Linked DNA regions of Anser cygnoides: all the other regions are linked to region 1. A link is a contact called in public Hi-C data. All regions are on one chromosome and are shown on one strand. The core of a region is the stretch at or near the end of the contact, and the rest is flanking DNA. Distances in the headings are between cores, read along the strand shown.

Region 1 (3,172 bases), core at 450-2,949:
TCCCCCCGCTCCGTCAGCGGCGGGCTCGCCCTTCCCCTCGCCGAGCCGCCGCCGCACTGCGCCTGCGCACAGAGGGAGGCGGGGGAGGGGACCGGAGGGGCGAGGCCCCCCCTCCTTGCGCAGGCGCGCGGCGCGCGGCCCCGCCCACGCGGGCGCCCCCTCTCCCTCCCCCCCCCTCTCCGTCCCGCCGCCGCGCGGGGGGTGACGGGAAAAGGGAGGGGGAGGGGAGGGGATGGGGCAGGGAGGGGGGGGCCTCCCGGGGCGGGGGCTGCGGCCTGCGTGGCGCCGGACGGGGGGGGCCCGGCCCGAGGGGGGCTCCGTTGGGGGGGGGAGGGGAGGGGAGGGGGAGAGGCGAGGCGGGAAGCAGGCGGTGGGGGAGGGGAGCGCATGACCCTGCGATTTCCCCGCGCGCGCCTTTTCGAGCGCTTTCTGCACCAACCCCCCCCCACATACACCTCACGCCACCCCTCCCCTCCCCCCCTCCCCCCGGCCGGGCTTGAGCAATACTTTTTTTTTGGCTTTTTTTTTTTTTAAATAAATAATAAAATAAATAAAATAAATAAAGAATTAAATAAGAGCCGTACCCAGCTAATGACCCTTTTGTCCTCAGAGCACCACACGGGCCTCGCCCCGCTCCCAAGATGGAGGGCGGCGCTGCCCCGGCCCGGCCGTGACGGGGCGGGAGGCCCCCGGCGCCGCCAGGCCTCAGCCCACCCCCTCCCCACGCGCACCGGGCCTTTTCTTTCCTTAAAATAAGAAAGGAACCCGAAAGCCCCCACGTTGTCTCATAAAAAAAGCCATTTTTCTCCCCCCCAAAACCCCCACCACGCTCCATTTTTCTCCCCCACCACGTTCCTAGAACCACCACCCCACCACACTTTTCCTAAAAAAAAAATAACAAAAAAACCCACGCTTTCTGTCCTGATATCCTCCCCCCTCACACTTTCTCTCCTCAAAAAAAAAAAAAAAAAAGATACTTTATTACCGCGGCCGCCTGCAGCCCGGGTGACCTACACCGGTCACGGGAATCGGTACCTCATTTTTTTCCTTTTTTTCAGCAAAAAGCCGGCCGCTGGCTTCCCGTGGCTGTGCGTGGCCCACAAGCGAAAGGAAAAGGAGAATGGACGGAGCCCGCAGCCCTGGTTATTGATGAGATACCCGTAAATGGCTTTGTCATGCAAATGTGGCCGTAAGCCACTTTCGTATAATGCCAGCTTAATAGCCAGCAGCCAGCGGCCCCGGCGGCTGCACGGTGCCTGCCCTGTCCTTGAGGAGACGGAAATGAAGACATCAGCACAGATCTTTGCTCCCTGGCTCCGGACCGAGTCGCTATGACCTTACAGCACAGCAGCAGCCCTTCCTCCCCAACCCCCGAGGGGTTTCTGCCCCTCCAAACCGACCCAAATCCCCCCGCCAGCCCTTCCCCGCTGCCCCCCCGCCGCCCCTCCGTGCCGGCCCTAGCTCTCCACGATAATTACCTGCATAGACTGTGCCTCTGCTGTGTCAAAAAATACTTGGTGCTTTCTAGCCCGTCACGTGGGCTTGGTTTTACTTTCGACATCAGCCAGCAGAGTGTGCTGCAAACGTTGTGAAAAGAACGTCCTGCTTCTGGGAAATAATATATATATTTATATTTAAACGCAGACGAAGACATTTTAAGCGGCTCAGTTGTTCGCGTGAGTGGCAGGTAGTTTCTCCCGTCGATTGAAATACTTTCCTTGCCACAGATCACAGATCCGGGAACCTTCCCCTTGAAGATTTATAACCGAGCCGTGATCAACCCTCCGCTCCCACCAAGACTGCCTTTCGGGTTCCGTACAAAGTTGGAGAAGTGCCGCAATGCACATGTCCAGATGCGCCTCACAGCCACACAGGCGGGTCTGGAACAGGAGGTATTTAACAGATGAAAGTACAAGTCACAGTCCCGGCCTGCAGGAAGCAGCCTAAGAAATGGTGTGGCACGAGCATACACTCCTCCAGCCTCATTGCTCTCTCCTTTGGACTTTGCTAGAGACAGACGTACAAAGATACTGACTAACACATTACAAGCAATTGACATAAAAGTAGTTTGAAGCCAGGTGTTTACTAGGTGACTTGGAAATCGAACTGTTTGCTTGGAAAACAAACGTGTGTTTGGATTCCTTTGATTTTTCCCCCTTGTTCTATAGGAGTAGAAATTTAGGGAGAAGTTAACTTTTGAGTTGTGCCTGAGGATTAGCAAATAATTCTATGTGAGTCGCAAATCAAAACTGCATTGAAACGTGAAGTTTGGGGCAGTGCAAAAAAGGGCTTTGAGGGTAGAAGGATATTATGCAACCAATTCAGAATTAGGATTAAAAGGAAAATAGAACATATAAACAAAAGCAAATTCAGAGGCAAGGCACTTAAGCAAAGTAAGCCATGGGCCACAACGACTCGTGCAATTCAGCTAGTGCTTGATTAAGGGAAACTGTTTTAGAAGCATATGCTACATTTTTTTTTCTTAGTTTTTTTTTTTTTTCTTTTTCTCAGGGTCAGTCTGGCTAGGCAATCAGAACAGACTATTCTCCCCAACTCTGCTTCCTACCAGAATGAATCAAATGCAATGCTTCTAATTTTCCTGGCTGGGAAAAGGCAATAGAACAGATAGTTACGCATTTGCAAGGGTTTATAGACTATCTTGTATGCACTCTTTTAGTCATGTGTTAATACTCATGATATTAAACATGCATAGCTTAATGGGTGCACAGGATTTAATCATAATTATAACTGTGTTTTAGAGAGTTTTTCAGGTGCTGTATGCCAAGCAATTCTTGGTATTGCTTGGCCGCTGGTAGCCAACAGCAGCCATCATTAATCAGCAAGTGCAGACATGCATTAATTCATACCCATGGTAAATAGCATCAGTGAGTAGCTGAGTGTGGGGAGGCAGCAAACCGGTGGCTTGACAGCTCATCATTCCCTTGGAGAAAAGGGTAAGGAGCAAGATAGGAATGTCTGCAGACAATACAAAGCTTTTTTAAGTTAGCAAGAATAAGGGTCATCTGTAAAGAATTGTGGGTGGCTAGGCAGCAAGAAAAGATTAAACTCAGGGTTGATGAATGTAACATGATGCGTTTGGGGAAGCCTAGTCCTAATTTTACATAAATGATGGTGATATCTGAATTGGTTGCAGCCATAATTGTATCTATAT
Region 2 (3,411 bases), core at 305-2,804, 130 kb after region 1:
CTCTGTTCTGTTTTCCATGGCTCATCCAGCAAATTGTACACCAAGCCTAGACAAACAGCAAGGAACAAGCCCGTCTAAGAGGGGCTGACTACAGCAGATTTCAAAAGCTTTTGTGCTGGCAGCCTAGTGCTGGTATCAGGCCCTTGCTATAAGCGGGTGGGAAGTGCCCCGCGCCGGGCAGATAAGAGCCGCGAGACCCTTGGTGTGGCCAGCCACCCATGTGAGGAGCTTCCTTCCTGGCAACTCCACCTAAGCCCACATGCAGCGAGGAGGGCAGAGTCAGCTTTATTTGCCTTTTTGCATTAACCAGGGCTTCGGGACTTCTGGCCTCGGTCACAGTCCAAGCGAAAAGCGTGGATGGACTCGCAGCCACCCTTTGTGTGTTTAGCATGGGCGTCTCATGTTCCCTCTCACCACTGGAGGGCTCTGCCCGGCACAGCAGCAGCACATTTCAGCTCTTACAGTACTCCATAATTAAAGCAGTCAGGATATGCTAATAAGTTCCTCGCTAATGAAATACTGCCATATGCAGCGTCATAGTTTAGTGCAGGTTTAGTGGGTGACATTGGCAGTAGGGAGATGGTTGGACCAGAATATCTTGAAGGTCTTTTCCAACCTCAATGATTCTGTGATTCCTTAACGCATGACCACACTCTTGCAATGCAGAGCTCTCACTCGGTTGGCTCCAGGTTTGCAAACAGTGAGTAAGATCTGTGGTATGACGTCCCCAAACTTGCACACGCAAACTGTCCCAAGCCCAGGCCAGGCCTGACCTGCACTCTGCCATTTCTGAGTGCCACCATGGAGAAACCCCGGAGAGGGAAGGAGTGTGGCTCTGCAGGAATCATAGAATCATTAGAGTTGGAAGAGAACTCCAAGACCATCTGGACCAACCATCCCCCTACCACCAATGTCACCCACTAAACCATGTCCCCAAGCACCATGTCCAACCTTTCCTTGAACACCCCCAGGGATGGTGATGCCACCACCTCCCTGGGCAACCCATCCCAATGCCTGACTGCTCTTTCTGAGAAGAAATGTCTCCTCATTTCCAACCTGAACCTCCCCTGGCACAACTTGAGGCCATTCCCTCTAGTCCTGTCACTAGTTATGTGTGAGAAGAGGCTCACCCCAGCTCCCCACAGCTTCCTTTCAGGTGGCTGCAGAGAGCAATGAGGTCTCCCCTGAGTGAGAGCGGAGTTTTGTGCTTGGGTGTTGAAATGGCCGCACAAGGCTGTGTGTGAGGAGCAGGCGGCCATGGGACACCAATGGGCAGCGTAACTTCGAGCACGCTTCCCTGGGTGCTTGCTCTGTGCACCAAGTTATGCTTTGAGGGGCAAGAAAAAATAAGACACCACCACCAGCAGCAGACCCAACACACCAACTTTTATTCCACAGCACTGCCCCCCCATCACCCCCTCCCACCCCACCCGCCATGACGGGCCGCCAGGGGGCGCGCGCCCCCCGCCGCCGTTGCCAGGAGACACCGCCCTGCCTCCGTCACGTGACGCCGCTCCCTCCCTCCCCCCCCCCCCCCCCGCTCCCCCGTCACGTGGTAAGGCGCCGTCCCGCGGAGGCGGCAGCAGCGGCGGCGGAGGGGCCTGGCGGAAGCGACGTCGCGCGAGGCCGGAAGCGACGTAGGCGGCGCGGGGCTTCCGGTGGCGGCGGAGGAGCAAAGATGTCGATCGAGATCGAGTCCTCCGAGTGCGTGCGGCCGGGCCGGGGGGCGGCGGGGGGGCCCTGAAGGGGTCCTGGGGGGGTCCTGGGGGGGCCCTGAGGGGCTCTGAGTGGGTCCTGGGGGTGCCCTGAAGGGCCCTGAGGAGGTCCTGAAAGGCCCTGAGGGGGCCCTGAAAGGCTCTGAGGGGGCTCTGAGGGGGCCCTGAAAGGCTCTGAGGGGGCTCTGAGGGGGCCCTGAAAGGCTCTGAGGGGGTCCTGGGGGGGCACGGGGTCGGGGGTGTGGCCCTGGAGAGGTGCGGGAGTCCCTTGGTCGATCCCCCTCCCCCCCACCCGCCATTGATGGTGCGCGTTCCCCCGGCAGTGTGATCCGCCTGATCATGCAGTACCTGAAGGAGAACAGCCTGCACCGCGCCCTCGCCACGCTGCAGGAGGAGACCACCGTGTCGCTCAACACCGTGGACAGCATCGAGAGCTTTGTGGCTGACATCAACAGCGGGCACTGGGACACGGTGCTGCAGGCCATACAGTCTCTGAAGCTGCCTGACAAGACCCTCATTGACCTCTACGAGCAGGTGAGGCAGAGCAGGTGCCGCCACGGGGCCCTGTGGAGGTACACCACGCTGTCCTGAGCTCACCCCGTGCTTGTTGCCCCGCTGCAGGTTGTGCTGGAGCTGATCGAGCTGCGGGAGCTGGGTGCTGCCCGCTCCCTGCTGAGGCAGACGGATCCCATGATCATGCTGAAGCAGACCCAGCCAGAGCGGTACATCCACCTGGAAAACCTTCTGGCCAGGTCTTACTTTGATCCTCGTGAGGTAGGTTACATGCTTACTGCATACCTTGTGACACCATGCTGTCTTGTGTGACTTCCTAGCCTTGCTCTAAGTTGTCAAGGGCTTACGGCATCTTTTCCCTCTGGGAGCAAGAACATGCAGCTTGACAGTTTTAGGTGTCTTACAAAATGTCTGGGAAATAACGGGTAGTTCCTGACCACAAGGCAACAGAACAGTAATTTTGAAGTATATTGAAGGTGGGATTTTAGGGAGTTACACCTCTGTCCTGCCACAGGATGATGTTTTGCTCATCATTTGACATCTACCTCACTTTCCCTGTCTTATGTGTGCAGAAGAAAATGTTTACTTCGTTTACAAAGCTGCTGTTGTATAATAGCAATAGTAAGGATTTATCTGATTATGAAAAACTGAAATTCTTAATGAAAGCATGTCTGCAATATCTGAAGGGTTGAAGATAGAGATGGGCTGTTTTGAAGGGCCTAATAGAAAATGAATCTGGAAGGGGATTCGGATGAGAGCACTTTAAAAGTTTTATGAGAAACATTTTAGAGAATTTACTTCATAAAGATAACTTATCCCTAGGCATACCCTGACGGAAGCAGCAAAGAAAAGCGGAGAGCTGCTATTGCACAAGCTTTAGCTGGAGAAGTCAGCGTGGTACCTCCATCTCGTCTTATGGCATTGCTGGGGCAGGTAATTCTTGGAAAAAAAAATCAATTAGTAGCGCTCTTATTTTCTGTAGATCTTCACCATATAGAATTAATGACGTTGTAGTTAATTTTCCATTTCTATAAAAACAGAGCTTAAATGTTGTACATTTGCAAGTAGAATAGTTAAGTGACCTTTTTTCTGTGTGGCAAGGATTTATCAGTTGCAGCAAAAATCAGCACTCCAGCATTAGATTTCGTCCCATAGAGTTCATGAGCTCATTGTACAGAGAAGA
Region 3 (2,970 bases), core at 93-2,592, 250 kb before region 1:
ATTCAATTTCAAGTTTTGGGTGAGAGAATCCTCTGTTTTAGTCCAAGTTTCCTGCTGATACTAAAGCATACTGAAGTCCAGATCTCTACATCTTTCCCCCTTCTCGCACCTACACTAGCTTCAGAGCTGGAAACTAAATATCAAAGTACAACCTCCAGTTAATAAATAAGAGAGAGCCGCGGTGGTGTTATGAAACACAGCAATATACTGAACAGATATGGAGGGACTAATCTGGACGTACACCTAATCCAGAGGCCAGAGCACAGCATCTCCACGGCCACAGTGCCCAGCCAGGCTGGGCAACGCAAATACCTGCCTCTGAGCTTCAACCCCGACGGCTGCTACGGGGCACCTGTACCTGCAGAACCTCACCTTAACACAGGGCTCGCCCTCACCCCGCTCCTCCCACCCTCTAAAGCTTTTCCTCCATCCTTTCTGTGTCTTGCGGGTTTTGGAGTGGGTTTTGGAGGGGTTTATTTTATTTTCACTGCACAGCCGAGTTGCCGTGTGCTTTATATCCACGCTAAGCGCTCTCCTGTAGCGCTCAGATACCGCTGAAATATCAGCAGGCTAGGCCAGCGTTGTTCCAACAGACAAAAAATAACCAAACAGCTACACCAGGATGACGGTAGGGCAGCCTAACTTCTCCCCCTCACCCTCCTTCCCCCCAAAACAAACCCGTCCTCCTCTCAGCCCTGCCACCACAGCAGCTCCCGGCGGCACCGGGCTGCAGCCGGGCAGGCCCCCGGGGACCCTCCTCAGCCCCCCAGCACCCCGGGGACCCTCCTCAGCCCCGCTCGGCCCCGCCGCAGCCGGGCGGGTGCCCCCGGGCCGCCCGATCCCCGCCCGCCGCCATGTCCCGCGCCCTCCCCGCCACCCGACCGGGAAAGGGGGCGCCTCGGCGGCGGGGACGGTGGCTTCCAGAAGGGCCGAAGGAGGGCACGGCGTTCCCCGCCGAGCCCCGCACTCACCGGGGAGCCAGGAAGAACCGACCGCCGCTGCCCCGCTGCTGGCCTCCGGAGGGACGGGGCAGGGGCGGGCCGGCTCCGCCCCGCCGCCCTCAGGGCCGGCCGCGGCGGCATGGCGGCCGCCTGCCCTCGCTTCCCGCTTCCCCGCCTCCCCGCCCGGCATGCCGGCTTAGCGGGCCGGCCTTCTCCTTCCTGACCGGGCCTTTGTCCCCCGGCCGGCCGCCCGCACCCCGCCCCGGCCCTCGGAGAGCGGCCGCCCCGCTGCGGTGCCGCTCCTCAGCGGCCCCGGGCACAGCGCCCTGCCCGGGTCGGGTCAGGGCCCCGCTGCGACAATCACCTCACGCCCCTCGGGGGAGCCCGGCGGCCTGGCTGTCCGCAGAAGCGGCCTGTTACATATAAACCGGCCGGGATCGATACCGTGACGCCAGTACTGGAGAGGGATGTCGGGGACAGAGTGTCCTAAAGACTGACACGACACCATCACCACGGCTTAGTCATGTGGGGCGTTTCTACGTGTCCCGCATGCCCGTGATAGAATGGGGTGCGTTTGGGGCCCGAATAAAGTCAATTAAAATGCATGTAATTCTAGGAAAAGCATTATATAAAGAAGAAAGAATAAATTAAAATGTATCTAACTCTAGTGAAAGCATTAGGTAAAGAAAGGGGGAGCTAAAGATCTGCAGGGATCGCACAAAAAGAGCTTACATGTCTCACACATCTCTGGAGAGCAGCTGGGAGAGTAGTGGCTAGGAGATCTGTTGCTTAACCACCAGCAGAAACTGATGGCCAGTAATGTTTTTGTTGTTTTTGATGGTTTGTTTTATTTTTCCCTGAAGAAAGTTCAGGAGGTGAAGAACAAGCAGGGCTTCTTGCTGACACTGCAGGTGAGGAGCAGATCTCAGATGCTGGAGGTGATGCAAAGAGTGAAAATGGAAGCGCTTTTCTCTGCTGGAAAAGACTGCTGGAACCTATAAAATGCCCAAGATGGCTTGTCTGGTTGTCAGCCGGTTGGATTTCTGCACGCTGACCTGTGCTGACAGATCCTCCTGCCTACACACTGTCCAGCTGGAACACGCAGACCAGGGAAAATCAGTGACAGGATCTCAGGGTCTAGCAAAGAAGATACATTATTGGTTGTTGCTTTTACTTCCTTTTTTTGTATTTTAAGTCAATACACTTGGTATTGGTTTAAGTGGCATGATTATGTCTTCTAGGGTCTGTCTGTACTTAAACCTACTATTGTCTTACTTGATACTTCTAGATGTCTTGTCATCTACAAAATACGGTACTTTTGAGTTATCACTCAAAGTCTTTTACAGGTCGACCTGCTTTATGTTCAGTGTAAGTATCTCATGGAGTAATATATATTCTCCATCTTCTCTTTTTAGAATCAAATGAGTCTTTTAGAACATCTGATTGGCTCTAGCAAATGGTTAACTCAGACATGAAAATGGGCATCCATTCATAATGCTCTTTTCAAACCTTTACCCAAAGAGGTTCACAAGACTGAGTTTTTTGGAATGAAGTTATCTTTGTAATTTGGTAGTAGAAGAAAAAGGCCAATGACTTCTTCAGGACACCATAAAATAATGATGCTTCTGGTAGTAATAGAACCTGGAGAATTTCTAAAACCTCTCAGTGATTTCCTTAGAGTTTTAGATGTTGCAATAATTGTTTGCATTGTTGATTTTTGGACATGTTTAATAATAATAATGACATAATTTCAGTACCTTCCTCGTAGTGGAATAAAGTCTGGAAATAACTCTTTGGTCCACTTCCTTTCAAAGAAAAAGATCGTGAATTTTGTTGTTGCTCCCAACAAAACATATTTCCAAGACCTATGTATGTCACTGGATTTTGAATCATGAAAAAAAATAAAATCCTTCATACCAAAGCAATTCATACTGAAGCAATACCTTCATGCCAAAGCAAATGCTGCAAAATCTGATTAGCCTAAGATCTCTTCTGTGGAAAGCAAAGACTAGTAAAATAGCAGGTCAGC

What was found. A called contact is a pair of places that touch in the nucleus more often than the background predicts.
Region 2: a contact with region 1 is called in a Hi-C map of liver, with 2.3 times the contacts expected there. The contact joins the promoter of SMU1 here to the promoter of XPA in region 1. A contact is called at or near these places in 3 of 7 Hi-C or Micro-C datasets (granulosa cells and liver).
Region 3: a Hi-C map of liver shows a contact between it and region 1, with 11 times the contacts expected there. The contact joins the promoter of ACO1 here to the promoter of XPA in region 1. A contact is called at or near these places in 2 of 7 Hi-C or Micro-C datasets (both in liver).

Annotation. Positions count from the first base shown.
Region 1 is chrZ:16,695,600-16,698,771 of Taihu_goose_T2T_genome, reverse strand. It overlaps XPA (XPA, DNA damage recognition and repair factor), which reads right to left and starts at 1,699. Exons shown (of 6, transcript XM_066988397.1): 1 at 1,479-1,699; 2 at 1,036-1,139. The coding sequence starts at 1,484.
Region 2 is chrZ:16,564,423-16,567,833 of Taihu_goose_T2T_genome, reverse strand. SMU1 (SMU1 DNA replication regulator and spliceosomal factor) reads left to right here and starts at 1,554. Exons shown (of 12, transcript XM_066988682.1): 1 at 1,554-1,704; 2 at 2,039-2,249; 3 at 2,337-2,489; 4 at 3,051-3,161. The coding sequence starts at 1,679.
Region 3 is chrZ:16,948,222-16,951,191 of Taihu_goose_T2T_genome, reverse strand. ACO1 (aconitase 1) reads right to left here and starts at 1,342. Exons shown (of 21, transcript XM_048051763.2): 1 at 1,306-1,342.